Regions from separate parts of the Gossypium hirsutum genome. Here region 1 is linked to region 2. A link is a contact called in public Hi-C data. All regions are on one chromosome and are shown on one strand. The core of a region is the stretch at or near the end of the contact, and the rest is flanking DNA. Distances in the headings are between cores, read along the strand shown. Region 1 holds the start of LOC107962463 (transcription factor TGA7). Region 2 holds the start of LOC107962469 (protein Daple).

Region 1 (5,440 bases), core at 2,920-5,419, 210 kb before region 2:
TTTGTGGCCTTTGGGCCATTTTGATAAAAAAAGAAATCCCAAAATATTGGGAGGAGAAGACAAAGAACATCACCAAATGTATTTCAACGTACCAAACATGTTATCATCAAATCTCATCTCATCCTAATATTGCTCCTCACGACCTTACGATCAACTTGACACAATAGGACATTTATTCAATAGCCAACTCGATGCAATAAGACACTTATTCAATAGGGCTTGCACCAAGCACCAAGCACCAAGCACCAAGCACCAAGCACCAAGCTTCAAGCTCTGCATATAAGCTCCTTCCATCACAATACCTTCATTATCTATTGAAACTCTTTCTCTATACCCTTCCAAACCTCACTATGGCCTTTTAAAGCAGTTCTACATACTGCTAGTGGCTCTCGACACAACTATGTAAACCACTTGTAATCTTCATCTCAATACTTTGCACCAATTGTGAATATAAAAAAATGAAAAAAAAATCATAAAATAACAGTTAAAACGCTAAATTTCTTGATCCAATTCGAAAAAAGGGTAAAAAATGAGGTACTCACAAGCTTGCTAGTATAATTCTTTGGCTTCCAAACAATATAAATACAAAACAAGAAAATCTAACTTTGCTGACCTAAAATTATTCTTGATACACAGCAATAAGGATTCATACTTACATGTCTCATGCTCAGGAAGAATATAAGCTTATATATATTTATTGATGTTTCATACAACAAGACCCGCAAAAGACCATTTTCTTACTGGTTGAGGAACAAACTTCTGGCGTCTGCAACCTAGATATAATATTGATGGTAGTCTAAGTTTCTATCTTCACTTCAGATTTAGGAAGGTTCGCGTGGACGTGCAGACCAAAGTGAACTGAGAGCACGTAAACGATGGAAGTATTCCCCCAAAGCAAGTAAACCTCGAGCTGCTTGACGGGTTGTTAAGATTCGAGCCATCTGTTGCAAAGTCTGCTGGCGAAGGTGATCAGCCTGTTTCGGGAAAGAACACATGCAAAATCCAGTAAACAAATGTAAGTTTTAGCGGCATGTACTCAAAACTATTACTCAAACATTATAGACAACTTGAAGTAACGATGTCAAATAAAGAAGAAAAAAAAAAAAAAGAAACCGACAATGATTATACCTGCTTCACAAAGCCCTCTAGGGCCTGCAATTTATCTATTGCAGCAGCTAGTTGAGCTTTGTAGTTTCCTGAACTCAAATCTGTTGCTACACTCTCGGCTAAGTTCTGCTGAAGTCTATCTATTCCCTGAGAAAGAGCATCTTCAGCTTGTTGAGAAGATTGTTGAAGGTTATAAACCTCCAACTGTTGTTGATCGGTCAAAGGCTCGATTTGTGACATTAAAACCTGAACAAACAGAATTTGCAGTTTCATAATTTGTCTGTAGAAAATGTTGTTAATTTTCTTTCTGATGCATAGCTATCGATCTCGGTAGGTAGCTCACATATCGGAAGAATTACTCATTGCAGAGAAAGCCAAGAAGCTATTGGTATGGCCTAACCTTATTCAGCTGCCAGGAACATTGACATTCCTATTTATGCAATGACAATTATCTATGCAACAATACGATACTAAACTCGCTAAACGATAATGAACAATCAAACATGCTCAACAATGTTCAGAAATAGAGGGATGAATGGCATAATTAGTGGAAAAATGAGTTACGTTCAAGAGTTCTGATGGACGGAATCCTCCAATCCAGTGGAAAAAACGCTCGGCTGTAGTTCTCCAAATGCCTGAGATCAAATAGAAGACGTCTGCCTTTGCAGCATCGGCTTTAATGTGGAACAAATTGCAATAGTGGTTCAAGCTATTTTCTACCAGAATGCGGAGCTCTATATCAGTAATGTGTGCTTGGAGAGCACTTCTAAGTTCACAAATCTTTTTATTTTGCTCTTCAACCCAGTTCCCATATTCCATCTCAAAAGCAGTAATACCTGTAAAGTTCAAATTAAACTATTCTAAAGAAGAAACCAATATGTAGGCACTCAATATTTACACGCGTGATATACAAATAGAAACCTTTGATCCAGCAAACAGAAAAATATATCTAGTTTCTTGAAAGCTATATCGAACAAATCTCTCCCATATAAAGAAAAAAATATTACTGCAAATTAAGATGTTGGGAAGCAAAATGTATTCTGTGAATCTACAAAGAAAATAATGATAACAGAATCAGATTAGGTCACAAACCAGCATTTGCAGCTGCAGACAGTCCAAAATAACCAGTAGATGCACTGCTTATGTATAACCCCTGCATCAAGGCAATGCCTAATTGATATGATTTTTCTTGGAAAATAAAGAATTCCTTATTGAAAAAAAGTGAAAACATACAAGGAGAAAAGGGGGGAGAGAGTTTTCACTTCACCTGCTGCCTAGCTCTTTCGAGTTCTTGCTCCAATTGAGCTAGTTTCAAATGACTCGATTCTAATTGTTGAACATAAGCCTATAACATTGAATTAAATCATAAATGGTCCATAAAGTGAAATAACTCCCATAAGCAGATATGTCATATAGAATGCATTTTTTGTCTACCTTTTTCCGCAGACGACTTTTGCGAGCAGCTTCACGATTTTGTGCCAGACGTCTCTGTATCTGCATGTATTATGTGTCTTTTAACAAAAGATAAATACAATTGGAAATAGTAAGAGGGAACAAGCAGGTCTAGATTATAAAACAGCTAATAATGCAACTTAATCACCTTATCTGTTGGCTTATTTGTTTCTTGATCACTTCTGGAAGGTTCGGTTTTCTCGGAAGATATATATTCGGCCTATGATTTAAATCACAACAATTTAATTATAGCCTGCAACTGGAAGAAAAAAGAAGCTCAAGCCTCCTACCAAATAAACAAAACTGAATGCAACTTCACCTTGTTTTCTAGCCTAACATCCACTTGTAAAACTGTCGATGATCCTGTTTTTGGACTGTCTTCACCGTTGAAGGTGTCTCCCCACTTGTTTATCTGCTGGAATTGCTCATATATTGCCATCCTTCTAGTAAGTTCAGTTGACAGAGAGCTCATACTCTATCAAACAACAGCAACAGAATAAAAAACAGATCAACACTGATTATAAGAATGCATAACAAAGAAACTAAATGGAACTTGGACTTCCTAAAGTAGCAATCAAATCTTGGACAAGGACAAAGTGTCCAGGTTTCAACAATGCTCACACGTTTTCCTTACCTCTGTCTAAGGGTAAATCTCCATGGCTTGTAAAAGATACAGTCATACAAAAGGCTGAAAAGGAACGCACAACAAAAATCAGCTCATGTATTAGCAAAAGTGGGCTAGAAGTCTCAAGAACTACCAACCAAAAACATCAATGGTGAGTGATATGTTGAAAGGGACAGGCAATTTTTGTTTTTCTTTATAGGGAACAGAAGTGGAACTTAATCAATGGAGATTTGTTAAGAGCATCCCTTCTTTCCTAGTACTCAATACATATAACGTTGTCATATTAAGGTTTCATGTTTTCTTCAAAGGCAATGAAATCTGTAAACTGGCATTATTGCCTTTCTAGAGCCAAAACAAGGAATCAAAGCCATTAAAATATAAACCTAGTTTCTCAATAACATTGCCGACAGAGAAATCTATGTGCAGAGAGTCAACTTCATCAACTGATAACCATATACAGAGAGTCAAGTAAACATATCATGAACTGAAAATACAAGGAACTCAACTTTTACATTCAACTCATGCTCTTAAATTGCTACAAAATTACAATCATCCACCAAGTAAAAACAAAAGAAGTTCCTACTTAATCACCATATATTACCAAGAATCAAAAAATAAGAACATGATCAGGAAAAAACTCGAACACCATCCAGTATATATACCAAAACCACTTAAAATTTTCATTTTTTCTCATAAACCCAAACCACAAAAAGATTGAAATTTGGAAAAACTTCACTAACAAACCTTATAGAACAACTGAACTTCCCAAAACTTGAAGTTCTTCAATAAAAAAAGAAAAAGAAAAAGAAAAAAAGAAGCCCAAATGAACACTCAAAAGCTCATCACTCTTTGAAAGCAAACAAAGAATCAAAATCAACCCAAAGACAGAAACAAAGAAAAAGGAAAAAAAAATGTGAAATTTTTTATTCTCTCAATCGCTACAGTCAAAGGTTAACGTCTGAGTGTTCCCACTTAAAGCAGCAAAAATATAAAGTAAAGAAAAACGGGAAAATGCTAAAAAGAAATGCGCACAACTTTTTATCCTACGCACCCCACACTGCCTTAACCTACGTCACTTATTACATCAGTTTACGTCACCCTTTAACGACCATTGCTGACGTCATTTCCTGGGGAAAATAGTAAGGAACATTCACCCCCAGGAGCATTTTCTGATTGTCGTCCGTTGAGGTCCCACGTGGTGGAAAATGATTGGATGGTGAGTTCAGTTGTTGGTGAAGATAGCAGACAACCAGTCAAGTCTTTTTGTAGACTTCCTTTCTCATTTCCATTTTTCCAATAATAAATTTCTATTTTTTAGAAACCAATGGAAGTTTCTCTTCACTGCAAGTTATTTGACTCAGTAAAAATAACATTCAATAAATAATAAAATTTAAGGTTTAAAATTAAGTTATCATAATAAAATATAAAATATGTATGATATTAATATAAAAAATTAAATTAAATTATGAGTAAAATAAAATTTACACACATAAATACATCAAGTAAATAATGCTAGTATCGAGTTGACTAGTGCATTTTTAGTTGAATGATAAATTTAAAGTTTTACTAATTCAATTTAGGCCATTTCAAATGTGACAATATATATTTTTAATTAGTTTTTGTTAAAATAAAAAAAAGACTAAAATACCCTTAAATAGTTTAACTTATTTTAATTACAGAAAAATATTTTTGTACTTTTCTAACCGTGTTGGTGACCTAGTTGAGGGTGACACCAACTCAGTAAAACACTTAATAGATAGTGAGTATAAATATGTACAATTGATGGAGATAATATGTAACACCCCAAACCCGACCTAGACGTTATGGCCAAATCTGGTGATATCACATGTAAGGGATTTTGAAAACGGTGCTAACTCGATAAAGCCTTAAACTTTAAAAAACTTTCAATTGCTTTCTTTTAATTCAAAGCATATTTTCATTTGACCGACTTATCTTAAATCATGTCATTTTAGCTGAAGTTTTAGGAAAATGATCGTGTTTAAGAAAAACAGTTCGTTTGCGTAAATACCATTGTTTAACAAAACGATTTTAACAAAACAATTAAAACGTTAAATCATCCAGAAATAATCAATTAAAAACCGAAACAATTCAGAAAGTTCTGAGAAATTACAACCCTCAAGTAAATCCTAAACTTTAAATAGCTAGAATACTTAAACATAAATAAAGTTTACGATAAAGTGGCCAACGTTGAGTCCGCTGCTGCACCGATCCGCCTAAGTCTGTGGGTTACCTGTA
Region 2 (5,982 bases), core at 645-3,144:
TGGGCCACATAATGTCATGAAAACTCTAATTGACATTTTATATTGGAATATTTATCTTGAGGACCTTAAAGGAGAACAAAGTCATGTGCATAAGGCCACTGAATATGACCCCACAATGACAAATTTCCATGCCACAATTCATGCAATATTGCTTGCTCCATGAACCAACTTAATCATGCACTCAATAGTCTTTGGCTGCGACTTGTATGCAATTGCAAACATTGAATCGGTTTTTTCGTTCAAAGTATTATTTAACTGTTAGAATAAAAAATTTAAAATGACATAAGTGACTTTATTGAAATCCCAATCCACTCTTCAGTTTACTTCTAAATAGTAGACCCGTTTTGTAGATAAATTCATGCTCTTAGGCCTTAGCTTTGAGATATAAGACATTATAGTCTATCTCCAAATTCTCCTCTAGACTACCTTAAATCTAGGCTTTCCTTATAGCACTAAAGGGAGCTAGCATCCATTTTCATAAATGAAGCAACTTTTAGTAGAAATAGTGTTGAGAATTGGATTAGTGATCGAATTGATCAAATTATCGATTTGTTTATTAGATAAATTTTAATTAAAAATATTAAAGTATTATAAAAGTAAAATAAAAAATTTTTGATTCAATTGATTCAATCGATTTCTATTTCAACTGGTTTAGCCAGTCGATTTAGTTTGACTCAAACATCAGTGAAGTTTTGAGTAAAAAATAGAACTTGAAAATTTAATTATTGTCGATTAAATCATAATTAAAAAGTGATAAAATTATTGTATTAAAGTCATCCATACATGATTCTATCCTTAATGATTTCTACCTTTTTAACTTTGTTTTATAAAATAAAGGGATAATTAAATGCTAAAATTATTGATAGATTTTAATTTAATGTGTAATGTTATATATGAACTTCAATTTTGTGCGATTTTAAACATGTAATTTTAATTAGATTTATTTTTTCACAAATCACTAATAACATTATTAAATTATTACCACTTTAAAATAATATATTACATACATAAACAATTATATTCATCCAGTATGAAAATGAGTGTATGTATTCATTTTTTTAAATGTGTACAATTGAATAAAAATCAAAGTTTCATATATACACATGTACCACAATTTAAATTTCATGTGTATAATTACACTAAATCAAACTTTATGTATCAAATTGTATATTAAATCAAAATTTATATATAAAATTAATATTTATAGAAAAAAAGGGGAAAACTAAATTAGTGTTGAGCTACAAGGCAAAACGTGTGAAGCTACATATGTAAAATTAAAAGATTAAGATGGCTATAAGATGCATTTTTATCTCATTTTTGGCTTAATTGTAGCTATATTTGAATCCAAATATATATTTTATCGTTGTTTTTAATCTCATCACTACAATATTCAATTTTATTGTCATTGTTGTTTTTAATATCACTGAAGCTAAACGCACCACCTATTCAAATTAAGCTTAAATATTTTTTTATTATTCTTAAATGCAAAATTTAATATAAAGTCAAGTTATAATTTGGGAAAGTTTCAAAATACTTATAAGAAGGAAATAAAAAAAAACAAATATTTAAAAAGGGAAAAATATAAATTCCCAACCATATTGAATTATTCAAGGTGGTCCAATGGGGGAAGAATAGTGAGACTTCAATTCAAGGCATCAAATTGAATGGAATTATTAATGGTCCAGCTGTATCTTAAATGGCAATCACTCATTGGTTATTCAATTGCTAATCCCTCTAATAATATTAATAAAAACTTTATACTTATTAAAGATTATTTAATTATGTCACTGAGCACTAATTAATTTGATTATTAGATCATAATAAATAATTAGCAAACAAGCTTTGGCGGGATGTCGCTTTTCTTACACTAATGCAAATCAAAGCCCTTGTTTTCGAAATCTGAAAACTCCTATTTTACCTGTAAATAAAACCTCCATTTCACCTAATGAATTCTCTTCTTAACCTTAAACATTTTTATTATTTGCTTTGCAAAAAAACCCAACATTTTCTCCTTATTTACGCCAACTACAACACACACACTCTCTCCCAAAAATCCCACCCAACAAAAAGTTTTCAACTTACAAAACACCCACACATCACCAAAAACAACTCATCAATTTCAAAAGAATTGTTTTTTTTAAATAAAAAAACACAACCCTTTCCCTGTCTCTTTCAAATTTTGATTTTTTTTTTGGTGGGTTTTTAGTTTCCTCTTATTCATTGTAATTAGTATGAAAAATGGAACCTTCCCTGTAAAGATTTATCTGCTATTTCTTCCAGCTTAAGCACCTACCGATCCGCTACTGGGTACCTAACTTCATTGCTACACGCCATTATTTTATTGATTTTGTTTTTCTTTAGTGTTTAAATGGATTTTAAATGTTAATTTTTTTTACTCCATGTGCATTTATTGACGTCTTCTCACTTGGGTCGGGTCAGTTTTTTTTCTTTTACTGTGACAAATCTGGGTTCTTTTGTTTTTCTTTGATGTTTTCTTTAAAGGAAAGAAAAATAGTGGTATTTTGAGATTTTGTTATAGGTGCTATTCTTTTTTCTTATTTTGGGTGTGGCATTTGGTTTTGGATTCTCTTTTACTCTATTTCTTTTTCCTTTTGTGTCAGTCTTTCTGAAGCTGGACATTTGCATCTTTGTTTCTTTTCAAGTGTGTGAAGTGCCATTTTCTCTTCTTTGCTTCTTTTGTCTTTCTTTTTAGCTTAAAAAATTTGAAATTCACCGTCTTCTATTTCTCAATAAAAAAGGGTTTGGATCCGAGAATTTGAAGCCAGCATTTTGAAGTTTGCTTCTGGGGTTTTGCATTTTTGGAAAATTTTGCCTTCCTTTCAACAAGGTATGGTCGGGATTAGCGATTTTCTCTAATTTGGTTTTTAGTTCAAATATCCTCTTTACACGTTTTTGGATCTTGTGTTGGTTTCTGAAGAAATGGTGAAGTCAATCTCAGTAGATCAGATCATTGAAATAAGCAGAGTTTAAGTCTCCCTCCCCCAACCCCTCCAGATTTTAGCTCGGGATTTAGTTTAATTTGGGTTTCTGTTTACTAAACATAAACCTTGGTCTGAATGGACCTTTTATGTAGTTGGGGGGTTAAAAAAAAAAATCCTTCTGTTTGCTCTTACATTGTTTTCTCCTAATTATGTTACTGTCTTGGTGAGGTACACTTCCTCAAGGGGTTTTAATCCTTGCAGTAGGCTCTGGATTCCAAACACGATATACTTGCACTTGAACTAGTTTTAACTGCTCTCAGCTGTCTATATGGAAATGATGGTCCTTTTTGGTTGCAGGGGCAGTTTAATCAAAGGGGGAGGGGGATTGGTATGTCAATAGAGCTGGTGATTAATTGATTTGCTGGTAATGTCGAGGATCCCTAAGTGGAAGATCGAGAAGACAAAAATAAAAGTTGTATTTCGGTTACAATTCCATGCTACACATGTAAGTCGCACTTTGCATTTGTGGAAATTTCTGGCATTGTCTTTTCCATTTGAAGTTAATGTCTTATTGAACTCGTTAGACACAAGATCATATTATAAGTCGATCAATTGGCATGGTAGAAATTATTTAACAATGAATGTGAACCAAATTGTACTATGTAGCTTATTAAGGTGAATCAAGACATCAATGACATGCATTGATTGTATAATTTCAGTTATAATGTATTAATTTTCGAAGATGCTCACATAGATTGTGATTTTATCTTTTATCTTACCTCTATCATGCGATTACTATTTCATGTAAATTGCTTGCATTTGTTGGAAGTATGTATTTTCAATGCAAAAGTATTACTTTCGAGTCTTTGGCTCGTGTATGTAGTTAGAGAGTTTTAGGCCAACCTTTTCTGCACTTAAAACAATTTATTCCGTTTCCCAAGGAAAAACTAGATCAGGAAGTTTACAAAAATGGGTGTAGATTGTTTGATGCTCAAGAGTTTTAGAAGGTCAACTGCTCAAGAGATTAATTTTTTATGCAGTAGTGTGTTTAGTCTTTTCCAGAACCTGTTGCTTGACTGCAGATTGCATACTGTAACGTATAAAGTAACCACCTATGGGTTCAGTATCATCATATCTATGAGATTGTCAATTGTTTTGCTCCCGCAATTGTCACATAATGATCCATGTCAAAAGATGTGACAAGATTTTATGTTGACGGTCACAAGATTTTACCATGGAAGCAATTCACCCATTGCGACAACTTATGGAGAGGTTTAGAGGGTCAAAGCAAGATTTATGTATGATTTTTATTGATTTAAAGAAATCTGTTGTAAAGTATTGAGGGCCATTCTTTGGTAGGTTTTGAACAAGAAGGGAGTTCCTCAATGTACAAAATATGTATGAGGGTGTAGTCATGGATGTAAGAACTTTTGGTGGATTGACAGATGAGTTTCTAATCATGATAGGGGTGCAACAAGGATCAATGTCGAGCCATTTTCTCTTTGCCATAGTAGTGAAGAGATGATCAACTAGACTTCAGTTTCTAATCATGAGTTCATACTCTTTATTTCAGTAATCTATTTGTGATTGTCCATCTTTCATCACTGGAAAGCATAAATTGATGCATCCTTCATCTTGATTGCTGCAATGACCACATGCTATGTATAATCTTCTGAAAAATTCAGATTCCACAAAGTGGATGGGATAAACTGTATATATCCTTCATTCCTGCTGATTCTGGTAAAGCAACTGCAAAGACAACCAAAGCAAATGTGAGAAATGGAACTTGCAAATGGGCTGATCCAATCTATGAGACCACGAGGCTTCTCCAAGACATCAAAACTAAACAATTTGATGAGAAACTCTATAAGCTTGTTGTGGCAATGGTAAGATTGTAGTCCTTACACTCCAATTGCAAAACTTAACCACAAAGACAGACACTCTTAGTATGACCTAAACGTGAATTGCGAATTTCCCAGATCTATAGACAGTTTATTCCGAACCTCTAATTGCAGCAGAACAGCTCTTTGTTTTCCGTCTCATTTCAACTGAGTTTAACTGTCTTTCTCCTTAATCTATTTGGCATCAGGGTTCCTCTCGGTCTGGCCTTCTTGGCGAGGCTACGATCAACCTTGCTGATTATGCTGATGCCTCAAAACCTTCTGTTGTTCCTCTGCCACTTATTGGCTGCGATTCTGGAGCTATATTACATGTAAGGACTTTTGGAATTTTCAAAACATTCATGGTGTATTTTTTTAATTGCTTGTTGGATTTCTTGGGTCATGCATATGGGTAGATGCTAAAATATTTTTGTGTAGCTTCCTCTAAAATGTGTGTGGAACTCTTTACTAATTGTTGTTGAAGTTTTTTTCCTGTTACTAGAGACTTTATTTTGTTTTTGTGCCTAAATAATATTTATATTCAATGACAGGTTACAGTACAACTGCTAACCTCTAAAACTGGTTTCAGGTATTTATTGCAAACATTTAAACTTATTGCTTCAGCTAATTTCAAACTGCTTATCTGTAACTATGCTTGGTCTCAGGGAGTTTGAACAGCAACGGGAACTTAGGGAGAGGGGATTGCAGGTTGGGTCAGACCAGAATGGTTCTGATCAGTCTTCTTCTGGAAAAGTATCAGTTTCTGAGGATATCGTCAACAGTAATACGGTTAAGGTTAAGTCTTTTATTTCTTTTGGATTCCTAGATATTAACATGTGTTCTATATTGTAGTTAAGGTTCTTTGCTCTTGTTTCATACTTTCTTTTTGAGCTTTTTGCACATAAACTTACAAATGCACATTCTTTGTTGGAGATGTATGATTGGTCATAGTTGTTCTTCACTTATTGTAATTAAGGAATCTCTACTCTTGAAAAAATGGTTATTTTAAGGTCTCAGAGATCACTTATTAATGAAAAGTGTTGGCATCTATTTCCTGGTTGAATTCAGAAGAATATTAATCATGGAGATCATGCCAAATTGAGTTTTGTTGTTACCAAGAAATTCATTAATATTTCCATAGGTTTTTATGGCTTTGCTGT

Evidence for each region. A called contact is a pair of places that touch in the nucleus more often than the background predicts.
Region 1: a contact with region 2 is called in a Hi-C map of leaf, with 2.0 times the contacts expected there. The contact joins the promoter of LOC107962463 here to the promoter of LOC107962469 in region 2. A contact is called at or near these places in 2 of 34 Hi-C or Micro-C datasets (hypocotyl and leaf).

The regions. Positions count from the first base shown.
Region 1 is chrA06:6,460,077-6,465,516 of Gossypium_hirsutum_v2.1, reverse strand. LOC107962463 (transcription factor TGA7) reads right to left here and starts at 4,169. Exons shown (of 10, transcript XM_016898870.2): 1 at 3,929-4,169; 2 at 3,194-3,247; 3 at 2,879-3,034; 4 at 2,708-2,779; 5 at 2,542-2,601; 6 at 2,375-2,452; 7 at 2,200-2,260; 8 at 1,672-1,943; 9 at 1,129-1,353; 10 at 536-974. The coding sequence starts at 3,031. The coding sequence ends at 822.
Region 2 is chrA06:6,251,352-6,257,333 of Gossypium_hirsutum_v2.1, reverse strand. LOC107962469 (protein Daple) reads left to right here and starts at 1,894. Exons shown (of 12, transcript XM_041114982.1): 1 at 1,894-2,307; 2 at 2,760-2,848; 3 at 3,300-3,447; 4 at 4,628-4,828; 5 at 5,032-5,154; 6 at 5,374-5,411; 7 at 5,488-5,617. The coding sequence starts at 3,370.